Linked DNA regions of Mus musculus: region 2 is linked to region 1. The links are chromatin contacts, called in public Micro-C maps. All regions are on one chromosome and are shown on one strand. The core of a region is the stretch at or near the end of the contact, and the rest is flanking DNA. Distances in the headings are between cores, read along the strand shown. Region 1 holds the start of Stpg1 (sperm tail PG rich repeat containing 1). Region 2 holds the start of E2f2 (E2F transcription factor 2).

Region 1 (5,406 bases), core at 1,173-3,672:
GGGGGGTCCTCTCCACAGCATCCAGAGAAGCAAAGAAAAACAGGAAAGGGCTGGTCCCAATAGCTCCTCCAACATCACACACCCAGTGACCTAACTTCCTTCCACTGGGCCCTATCTCCTGAAGATTCCACAAACCCCCAATACCATCAAAGGCCAGGGACCAGGTTTTCAACAAACAGGCCTTGGGGGCCATCCAAGCTGCAATGCTAATGCACTTCAATTCAGAAGACTAGAGTTTGTTTCCACTGCCCTCCTGCCTGCAGGGCAGCCTGGAAATTGCTCCCTCCCTAATCGAGGTAACTTCTCTCAGGGACTACATTATTGGGCCACCTGCTTGTCTGAGATCTAAAGAGTTTTCTAATCCATGTGGCTGGGGCTATTATTCTGTTTTTTCTTTTTTCTTTTTTCTGTTTGTTTTTTTCATTTAGTTGTCAATAGCATGTACACAGTTTCATCTCCAAAGCAGTTAATTTTTCATGAGCTGACTCTGGATTCATTTTACCCATACGCCCTAAGGAACTCTCCCTGTCTCTAAATCTTAGTGAATGGGGGAATTGAGTAAGCAATTTTAAGTCCGTCTAGAACTTTCTTCTTCACTGTGTGTTCCTTGATGGATTCTTCTTCGCGAGGGCAATTTGTATAATCTAAGATTTTAACATTTAATAAGATCACGGGAAACTATGGCTTTAAAACATTAAGATATTTCCAAACAGCGATCAATACTGACCAGAGAACAGTGCCTTTTACTGTCTCTGAAAGCAGCCAGTATTCACTAACCGCATTGCCGTGTGACCTTGCTGTTTTAGTAAGGACCATTTTTTAGCCCTCCCGTTAAGGACGCTGCTGTTGGAGAACGCTGGGAATGGTGTCTCATGAAGACAAAGCCCTGGTTTGTTCGGCAGCAACAGCAGTGGGACGTGTAATCCAAGCACTTTGAAATAGAGGCGAGAGGATCAGAAGTTCAAGGATAGCCCGATCTACACGCTGAGTTCTAGGCCAGCTTGGATCATATGTCCAGACCCCTATCTCACAAAACAAAGCAACAGGGCTGGAGAGATGGCCTAGTGGTGAAGGGCACTGACTGGTTTTCCAGAGGGCCTGAGTTCCATTCTAAGCATTCATATGGAGGCCCCAAGCCATTATATAGCTCCAGTGTAAACAGACCTGATAATCTCCCTTTCCTGGCCACCACAGGCACCAGGCCTGTGTGTGCTACAGAAACAGACAGACAGAGAAAAATATCCATATTCATAAAGTGAAAATTAATTTTTTTAAATGACAACAAAAAATTTTGGAGTGATGTTTTCTCCTTTAATGCCAACATGAAAAGGTGGATGGATCTCTGTGAGCCTAAGGCCAGCCTGGTTTAAATAGAGCTTTCCAAGCTAGCCAGGACTACATAGTGAGACTTTGTCTTTAAAGAAAAAAAATTCGGGGCTGGAGAGATGACTCAGAGAGAGGTTAAGAGTTCAATTCTCATGAACATGGCAGCTCACAACTATAACTCCTGTTCCAGGGGCAATCTGACAACCTTCACACAGACACACATGCAGTCAAAACACCAATGTACATAAAATTAAAATAATCTATTTTTTAAAAGTTGCAAGAGATTTTTAAAATTATGCTTCTCACGCAAATTATCAAATTTTTGGAAAATTTTAAGAAAGTATAAAACTGTCAAAGAGTACATTATTCTACCACCAGAAGGAAACAAGTATCTATCTTGCTTTCCAGTCTTCCATGGAATGCTGGTACAGTTGGTAGAGAACAGATATAACCTAGCTCTGCCCAGGATGCTGCTTGCCAGGTGAGCCTCCTGCACTTGATGGGTCATGACGGATGGTCACGGTCTAGCCTGATTTCCTCCAACTTGAAACATCCCTACTAAAGGATAGTGGAAGGCACAGGAGATTCAAAAGACCTTTCAAAGCCCCAGGAGATTGACCCATTAGCTATTTTGCTTGGTGAGAGAGTGTGTTCAAGGCCTACATGGAACTGTACCAACTGGTTAGTGGCTTCGAGAAGCCAGTCTCACCCTTTCATTTGGCCAAAATGGAGTCCAGAATAAAGACTTGCTGAGGAAGACGCGGGAGTACCAAAAGGGTTCTGTTAGAGCTGGCTCTTGGAGGTTCACCCACCGCCCAGTTCTGAGACCCCCTCAAAGACTGAAGTAGGGGCATCAGATGTCCAACCATTCACCGGGCCCAAGGGGGAGCTCTTTTCACGTTGGTACACTGAGGGCTTAAGCTGACCCACTCGTACCCCAAGTGGCACCTTCTGGCATCCGAGGCACCACCCAACTGGCCACAGAGATTCCGCACGCACCCGGAGTATGGAGGTCTCCGTGGGTGTCCCATGGAGTGCGCGGAATCCTCCTCAAGACCTCAAGGACCGGTCCCTTAACAGGAACTGGTTCCTAACTAGTCAATCTATCCCTCCCGCCCGGTCGCTATGGCAACCACTGGCCTAACATTCCAGAGTCCGGCGGCAGGCAACTGGCTAACTAGCCAGGGGTGTCCTCTGTGTCTTTAATGTGAAAAGCTGTTGACCAATCGTTGGAGACGTTTCAAAAACCAACAAAAAAAGCTACCAGAATTTTGGGGTTCGGATTGACAATGCTAAGGAGAACCTGTTAGGCAGGGAACTAACTATTAGGGTTTTTGTTTCTGGGGTTCAGTTCCCTTTTCTTGTTTGTTTGTTTGTTTGATTGTTTCGGTTTTGTTTGGTTGTTGGGTTTGTTTGGTTTGTTGTTTTTGTGACTCATCGAAGGAATAAACCCAAGTGTTCCTACCCATCCATCCACACCCTGAGTGTGAGAGCAGAAAGGTCGATGACATAATTCCCCAAGGGCAACCGTGCAGTATTCCAAGAGCCCCTTACCCGTTTCACCGCAGCCACAGTGCCTAGCCACAGCCCGGCTTAAACCCACCAGCGTCTTCTTTAAAATTATGGGATAGTCCCCTGTTAGAAACTGTCTCCCGCTTGTTCCTCAGATCACATCTCCTGCCACCCACGCCTCAAGAAAAAAAAAAAAAATCTCGCACCGACCCAGTTGGTCTTTGGGCATCTCCCATAATACAATATGGCAGCTCCATCCTCTCTTAAACTCTCCCTCCCAGTTCTACCGCGTTTCCATCGCTGAGGTCTCCCCAATGTCATTTCCTCGTAAAACCTGTGTGATCTCAACATCTCCCCCAGAGGTTGCTGTGCGGCTCTGGACTGAACGGCGCGTGCTGAAAAATGAGCGCGCTGGAAGCTCCACGCGCAGGTTCATGCTCACAGCCGAACCCCTGGGAAACAGCAGCGGGCGGGGGAGGGGTGCGGGGGGGGGGACGGGACTACTAGGATGATTGACAGCCTACCGGGGCTGCTGAGCTGCAGGCGTACCGGGAAATTAAGGACGCAATACAGCCAACAGGTGGGACGCAGGCGCAGGAAAGAAGGGGTACGCACGGTCCCCGAGACGTGTCAGGGCTCTGCTGGGTTTCGATACTGGAGCTACCTGATGGAAGCAGCAGGGGCGCCGCCCGGGACGGTCGGTGGCAGTTAGCGCAGACTGCGGGGGGACACCAGGCGGGCTGCTTAAGCCCAGCCTACTTGTCCGGCAGGTGGAGGTGAGCAGCCATAACTTGGGGACCAAAGCAGCCCGGACTTCTTCCTTTGGCCGCTAGAGGGGACTCCTCCAGGTGAGTGTCAGGTCGCCCCTACGCTTCAAGCGAGCTTGGCGACGCAGCCAATTATTTCAGGATGTCCCGCCCATCCCCTCCCGACAACCACTCGCCTGCGCAGAGGCTTCGCCAGCTTGGGACTGGCAGGCAGTGTAACAAATCAAGTCTCCACCTTTGAAAGCAAAACACTGCAGCCCCTTGGAAACTCGGAGCTGGGAAGGGATCCAAGAGGCTGTACCTAGGGGTGGCACGGAGTGTCCGAGTCGCTTCTCCGGAACCTGGGATAGGTGGATCTAGAAGGAACGTCCCGGGTGAGTCACGGTCATGACTGAGGGAAGGGGTACTTGAAATCAGGCTTGCTGTTTTGATCCCCTAGTATAAATATAGTCTCCCTTGTTGTTGCCAGCCTTGTCAGTTTGGGTTCTGTTGCCTCCGATTTTTTTTTTTTTTTTTTTTTTTTGTCTCTTCCATATTTTCAAGGAGGGTGGGCACGGGTTTGCCTTAATGAAGGAGATGCTGGGCGTTACCAGATGAGGAAGTGGAAGGCCAGTACTGCCGGCTCCAGCGTGCAGGAAATAGCCGGTGCGACTGGCAGGTGGATGGAGGGAGCTCTGTGCTTGGTACTGAAACAGAGGTGTGTCTCTCCGAGAATGTCACCCCTCAGTGCTCAAAAGCCCCGGGAAAGAAAAGCTTGGCATGAAACCGACGTTCTTTGGTCAAACTGAATCGTCAGGTGGTGACAAGACCTCCATGCACGCACGCGGGGGGGCGCGCGCGGACACACACACACACCCTTGTTTTTAGTTACAGCCAATTTCATGGCCGCGAGGCTGTTATGCTCGCTGGAAGACTTGCTCGGTGGGGTTAACGGAGTTATTCATTTAGATGAGGCCGGGGGATTCGAGTGGAAGCAAGCACTTTGTGAATTCTCTTGGGTCAGTGACCATAAACTGTGACTGTGATTGTCAACACTGGCTTGGCTGTGTGCCTCTTGGACATATGTCAGCCTTGGACCAACAATAAACCATCACCAGGCCAAAGTGTGAGCCTTATAAGGGAATGCAACTTACAGAGTCCACGGAGGCTTTGGGGTGATGCTACACGGCAGTTCAAGGAGAATCTTCCTCCCTCTGTCTTTGGGTATTCAGAGCTCTGGGGGTTCCCTGGGTAGAGAGGGGAGTTGAAGCTACTGTTTAAAAGCCAGTGACTCAACACACACACACACACACACACACACAGAGGGGTGCGGTGGGGGGAGACAACCTGCTGTCCTCCCTAGCTGGTTCCCAAGGCCTGTTTGCATTTTCTGACATCCTGTGGGTGGGGCTGGGTATATCTGTTTGTGGCCATGGGTTCTGAGTAAGGCATTCTTTTTTTAAACCACAGTGTATCATGGGCATTACATTTGGTCGAGTGGGCATCTATGCAAGTTACCTTGCCAGGCTCTGAGCTAGGTTTCCAGGAACAGCAGAGGACCTGACAGGTGCCTTCAATCCAGGGCCCCCTCAACTCCAGGCTGGAAGCAGCCCTAGGTCTCTCCCAGGTAGAAGGAGCTCTCGAGCACCCCCATATTAACGATGTCAGGACAGAGATACAGACATTTAACACAGAGTTGCTTTCACACACATGCAGTCTAATCCAAGAGTAATTATAATTATGCCCTCCCAGTCTTCCCAGAAAATTATGGTTCCCAGTTGATCCTATATGCATTGGATCTAACATATCAAAAAACATATGG
Region 2 (5,406 bases), core at 1,953-4,452, 680 kb before region 1:
AGGAGTGTATGTATGTATGCCCAGCTTAGCTGGGACATTTGCGCCTAGGCATTCAGGACCAGCCTGGCAACAGCGAGAGCCTGTCTCAATAACAGCAGCCAGGTGTGTGGCCCTCAGCACTCAGGAGGCAGAAACCGGTGAATCTCTGAGTTCGAGCCCAGCCTGGTCTTCATAGTGAGTTCCTGGACTGCCATGTGGATAACACAAATTAAGAGGCAAAGAGAAACCCAGAAGAGCCCCCACTGTCCTCGCAGATACCAGCTGTAGGACCCAGAGAAAATGTCACGAGCCTGGCCAGAGGTGAGACTCAACAGGGGAGCTTGGGAGTCTTTGCTAGCGGACAGCAGGACCAGTGGGCAGGAAGCGAGGAGACCTAAGTCCTGGCCTGACTTCTACAGAGCCACGGTTGTCATCCCTCTGGTGGCCAGCTCCCCAACAAATCTTGCTCACCCCACACTTTGCAGCCACAAAGCAGAAGGCCACACCCAGGGTTGGGCTTGGAGCAGCTCCAGGTCACACCCTTGTAAAATGAGTAAGCAGGGGGTTAGGCCTGCCCACGGGGCACTGGGGCCCCAGCATCTGGAGATGGACCAGAGATGGTCTCTGGGCCTGGCAGGCTTTTAGGGAGTCTGATGCAAGGATGACACCCCCCCCCACCCTCCCCACTTCTTGGCCTTGTGAGTTGGGCAATGTCTTCACTCGGCTCGGTTTCCTCACCTGTAGAGAGCCTCATCCCCTAACCAAGATAACTGGTGCAGAGTGCCAAGCTGTGTCTGGCATGCAAGAGCCACTCTGGCTAAGATCCCTGAGCCCGCCCTGGGAGGACAGAGCAGACAGGTGCAGAGTTGGTGGGGAAGTTCAAAACCCCAGCTGTTACTGACACTCTACATCCAAAAGCAGGTGGTCAAAGGCAAGATTAGCCCTCCAGAGTCCCCTTTCCCAGGGGCACCTAGCTCCTAGAATGAGCAGTTCAGGGGTAAAGCCCAGCCTCATAGAGAGCTGATTTGTGGGTCACTTCGCTGGATGAACTTTGACCCTCGATTTTCCGCTTCCACAACACAAAGCTTCTTCCTGTTCAGCTTACTTCACAAGCTAACACAAATGCATGCGGCTGGAAAATGCCCAAGAGCCGACACAGCAACAGAACACCACTCATCCTCAGTTTCTTGCCCTGTAAAATGGGCATGACAACACAGCCATGCCACTTCCTGCACTCCCAGGAAAGGGATCATGGGAGGTAAAACTAAAGCTTGACTCCAAAGGCAGAAAATGAGGCTGGCTCTGCCTAGAGCCAGAGAGGTGACCACTGAGCTCTGAGCCTGCCCCAGGGGTGGAGAAAGAAAAGACAGAGCCACAGGTCGGACAAAATACCCTGGGGACACAGGGTGGTCTTATCCCTGTCCCTAGACTTACCATACCCTACAAATACCATCTCCCCTCCTTGACACCTGCTTCCAAACCTGGAACTAACAGAGGAGACAAGCCAAGGAAGATATATTTTCTAGAAGAGGAAAGGTGGGGCTGGCGAGATGGCTCAGTGGGTAGAGGAGTTTGCCACCAAGCTGAACAGCTTGAGTTTGATCCCCAGGACCCACTCTGAAAAAGAAAACCAACTCTGAAAAGTTGTGCTCTGACCTCCAAACACAGTGTGGCACAAACGGTCCCATCCCCCACATAAATGTAATTTTAAAACTTTTTTTTTTTAAGAAGAGGAAACAGAGGCCCTGACATCCAAATATACACAGTGAAGACCAGAGCTGAAACCAGCCACCCCAACCCTCCCTCTAACTCCCTCAGGCCCTTTCTCATCCATTCCCACAAACCCTGTACTACAGCCCAAACGCCACCACACCAGGCCTTCCCTGACAACACATCTCTCACTCGCGAGGTCACAGTCCATCTGAACAGGAAACCCAAGAGACGGACTACATTTGCATTGCTACTGGCTATTTCGGACGATGAGCAGGCTGTGGGGAGGACCTGAGGACAACACTTGAGAAGGAGCTGGCTAGACAACTCTGGTCCAGATACCAGGCTGGACCAGAGACCTGGGAGACCTATGCGGATTTAAAGTCACCAGGAAATCCCACAGGCCAAGCCCCTGGCCTGAAAAAGCAGGTGTTGGTTCTGGCGTAAACAATGAAAGAATGAATGAACTTAAGCATCGTCGATGCCTTGGAAGCTTCCTCAAGGTCACGCAGGCGCTAGGGGCACTGGGCTAGGTCTCCAGGCTCCCCTGACCAGTGCTCATTGCAGTCCGCGACAGCAGGCGAGATTACTTCACGGAGTCGGAAAATGAAAGGGTTCTCTCTACTGCCAGTCCCGCTTCCCCACCTCAACCAGCTGTAATCAAGCCGTAGGGCGTCCCAAGCACCCTCTCTCCTTTTTCCCCACCCAGACACGTATACGGGAAGTACAGGGGGTCCCCCAGCATTACCGGCAGCCGGCCTGCGGGTGCACATCGCACAATTTGGCCCTCGGGTCCGTGGGGAGTGGCGTCGAGGCAGGTGCCCAGCGCCACAGAGGAAGGCACCGTCTGCGTGTAAAGCGAAGTGTAGTAGGTGGTGGCGGTGGTGGCCGGGCAGAGCTGGGGGCTGCTCAGACCCGAAGGCCACAGCTCGGTGGGGTTCAGCGCCGGCAAGCTCTTTGTAGGTTGCGCCGTGGCCGGAGCCAGGGTCCGCGGCGCGCGCAGCATGGCGAGTGCGGCGCCCCCTACCCACTCGGGTCTGGCGCGCGCGCGCGGGGCACCTGCGGGCTTTGCAGCCGGCTGCACCGCGGACGCCGGGAGCAGCCGCCAATGGACGCCCGCCGGGCAAGGCCGGACCCTCCCCTCCTGGCCCGCCGCCCAGCGCTGCCGAGCTCGGAGATCGCCACTCGGAGATCGCGTGGCACAGGTGGCACTGCCAGGAGTTGGCCCGGTCCGGCTCGTGCCCCGAATATCTGGGCGTCCGGAGTCGCGCCCGTGCGTGAAAGCGTCCCGGAATGCCCACGGACCCCGCGGACACTCGTGTGCTCTGACCCGCGAAGGGTGTCCTGTGCGCCCTGCTGAGCTCTGCGTTCACCCCTCTAGTTCCCGTCCCTTGCTTGGACTCCTTTTTCTTTTCTTTCTTCTTTTTTCTTTCTTTTTCTTTTTTTTTTCTTTTTTTTTTTTTTTAGCGCCAAACTATATGCCGCCAAATTCGGATCTCCCGCGGAAAATGCCGCGCCTCGATTGGCTGCTACAATATATATAGGCTCCTCCCACCCACCCACCCCCGGAAAGGCTTAGTCTAAGAAACAGCGATTACGACAGGAGCTTAGTGGCTTAAAGGGGCCGCGACATCTGCTGACTTCAGCGTCCTCTTGTAACAGTAGGCGAAACTGAGGCAGGAGGTGCATCTGGAACACCCAGCATAAGGACCAACAGTACAGCGAAGAGCGCTGAGGAGCGGACCTCTTTTCCTTGGGGGTGGGGCCAAACATTGAAAGAGAGTCAGAGTCGGGACCTGAGTCTTGACCCTCAAGTGCATTTCCCTGGCCACAAAACCTTTTGTTTTCGCTTTGTTGCTTAGTTAGGTTAAATCATTTATTAATATATTAATTAATATAACCAATATGTCCTCTTTCTCTTCAAATGAAACCCAGGAACCTGTTCCTCCAGGCTTTAATTGGCAGAGGGGCAGGGAAGGGTGGCGCCTCCCTTTTATGTTTTTCTTCAGGAAAAAAACTAACCTCTATTGAGCGCCTACTGTACGCCCGTACAGTACACTAAGATTAGACCATTATATATGTTATGTTGTTTAATTTATCCCATCAATCCGGAGAAGTGGGATGGGTAAGACCAGGGAGTCGGAGGGGCGGGATATTGTGCCTCGGGTCATTCACAGATTCGCTGATCTGAGAATTGGCAGTCAAATGTAGGACAGTCCAGGTCGGGAGTCTTTGTTCTAGTAAAGAGCTCCTTTCCACTCTCCCAAACTCTGCCCCGCCCTTGACAGGCACAGCGTGGGTGAGGGTCCAGAGTTTGTCAGGTCATTTTCCCCAACAGGACCCAGCACTCTTCCTTCCTGAATCAAACACCTCCAGGTTTCTTCTACACAAATTTTTGTTTGTTTGTTTTTGTTTTTGTTTTTGTTTTTGTGAGACAGGGTTTCTCGGTGTAGCCCTGGCTGTCCTGGAACTCACTTTGTAGACCAGGCTGGCCTCAAACTCAGAAATCCACCTGCCTCTGCCTTCCAAGCACTGGGGTTAAAGGCGTGCGCCACCATTGACCGGCCTAAACAATTATTTTACCACAACAGGAGGGGGGGTGGGCTGAGTCCCCGTGTTAAGACCTGATCAGATCATCACAAACCAGGTAGCCCAGGCTTTCTCTTCGACATTCTTAATTCACATCCAGTCCCCTAACCCTTTTGTGAAAGCTGTTTGACAAGATTTCTTCTCCATTCTCTGGGTCTTTTTTTTTTTTCTCTCTCTCTCTCATTCCTTATGTCGGAGTCACAGAGAAATCTCATGGCACAGTATATGCAAAGCCTTCGGCACAGAGCTTGGTCCATGAGAATCGACAGCTGTTGCTATATCAGACTTGATCTGGAATACACAGGCCTCTTTAGTCTACAGTAGACCACCAAGAGGTGGTGACACATGACTTTAATGCCAGCATGTGAGAGGCAGAGGCAGGTAGATTTCTGAGTTCAAAGACAGCCTGGTCTACTGAGTGAGTTCCAGGACAGCCAGGGTTATACTGTCTTGAAAAACCAATAAACAAATAAACAAACAAACAAAAAATAGTCTGCTATTTCACTGGTCCCTTAAGTCCCAGCTTAAACTTCTCCTCCTCCCGGAAGCCTTCCCTGCCTGTTTGCCCTCTCTCACCCTGAAGGCCTTTACTCTTTGAACGTTTATTGTGGTTTGCCTCAAGCAAGACTTGGCTTTCTTGCCTTGTAAATCATTGCTTTCTATCTAAGTTTTTTTCAATGCTCTCAGTCAAGTCTCTCTCTGAATGAGGCCTGGCTTGGCATGCAGAAGGTGGATAATAAGTGTTACGACTTGCTTGTGTGTCCGGCAAAGAGAGGCAATAGTGAGTGAGATTTGAAATCAGAAAGTCTAGGGATCCCTCACAAAGTCCTGCCCACTACGTCCTAGCTGAACAGCCCTGGGCAGGTCAGCTGTGGGGCCACCTCTCGGAACCTCCATTCCCTCAACCACCCAATACAGAGAAAGCTGCTACTCGGCCTGGGGCCAAGATCTTCCCTCTCGTTCACAGGACAGTAGAAATGATGGCCACTGGTCTGTAGCAAGACCCTACCACATGCACTTCACTCTGGCGCTTCCTGATCCCCACACCATACCACACTACACTGTTATTATCCCCATTCTACAGATGAGGGCACCTGGAAGGAATTGTGGCTGAGCAGGTTTGGAGCC

The links. A called contact is a pair of places that touch in the nucleus more often than the background predicts.
Region 2: a contact with region 1 is called in a Micro-C map of embryonic stem cells, with 2.0 times the contacts expected there. The contact joins the promoter of E2f2 here to the promoter of Stpg1 in region 1. A contact is called at or near these places in 1 of 15 datasets of contacts at CTCF or cohesin (embryonic stem cells), 1 of 484 Hi-C or Micro-C datasets (embryonic stem cells) and 1 of 115 datasets of contacts at active chromatin or transcription factors (pancreatic cancer cells).

Annotation. Positions count from the first base shown.
Region 1 is chr4:135,493,003-135,498,408 of GRCm38.p6, reverse strand. Stpg1 (sperm tail PG rich repeat containing 1) reads right to left here and starts at 2,422. Exons shown (of 9, transcript NM_030189.3): 1 at 2,263-2,422. Nipal3 (NIPA-like domain containing 3) reads left to right here and starts at 3,831. Exons shown (of 12, transcript NM_028995.4): 1 at 3,831-3,979.
Region 2 is chr4:136,170,070-136,175,475 of GRCm38.p6, reverse strand. It overlaps E2f2 (E2F transcription factor 2), which reads right to left and starts at 3,202. Exons shown (of 7, transcript NM_177733.7): 1 at 2,438-3,202. The coding sequence starts at 2,695.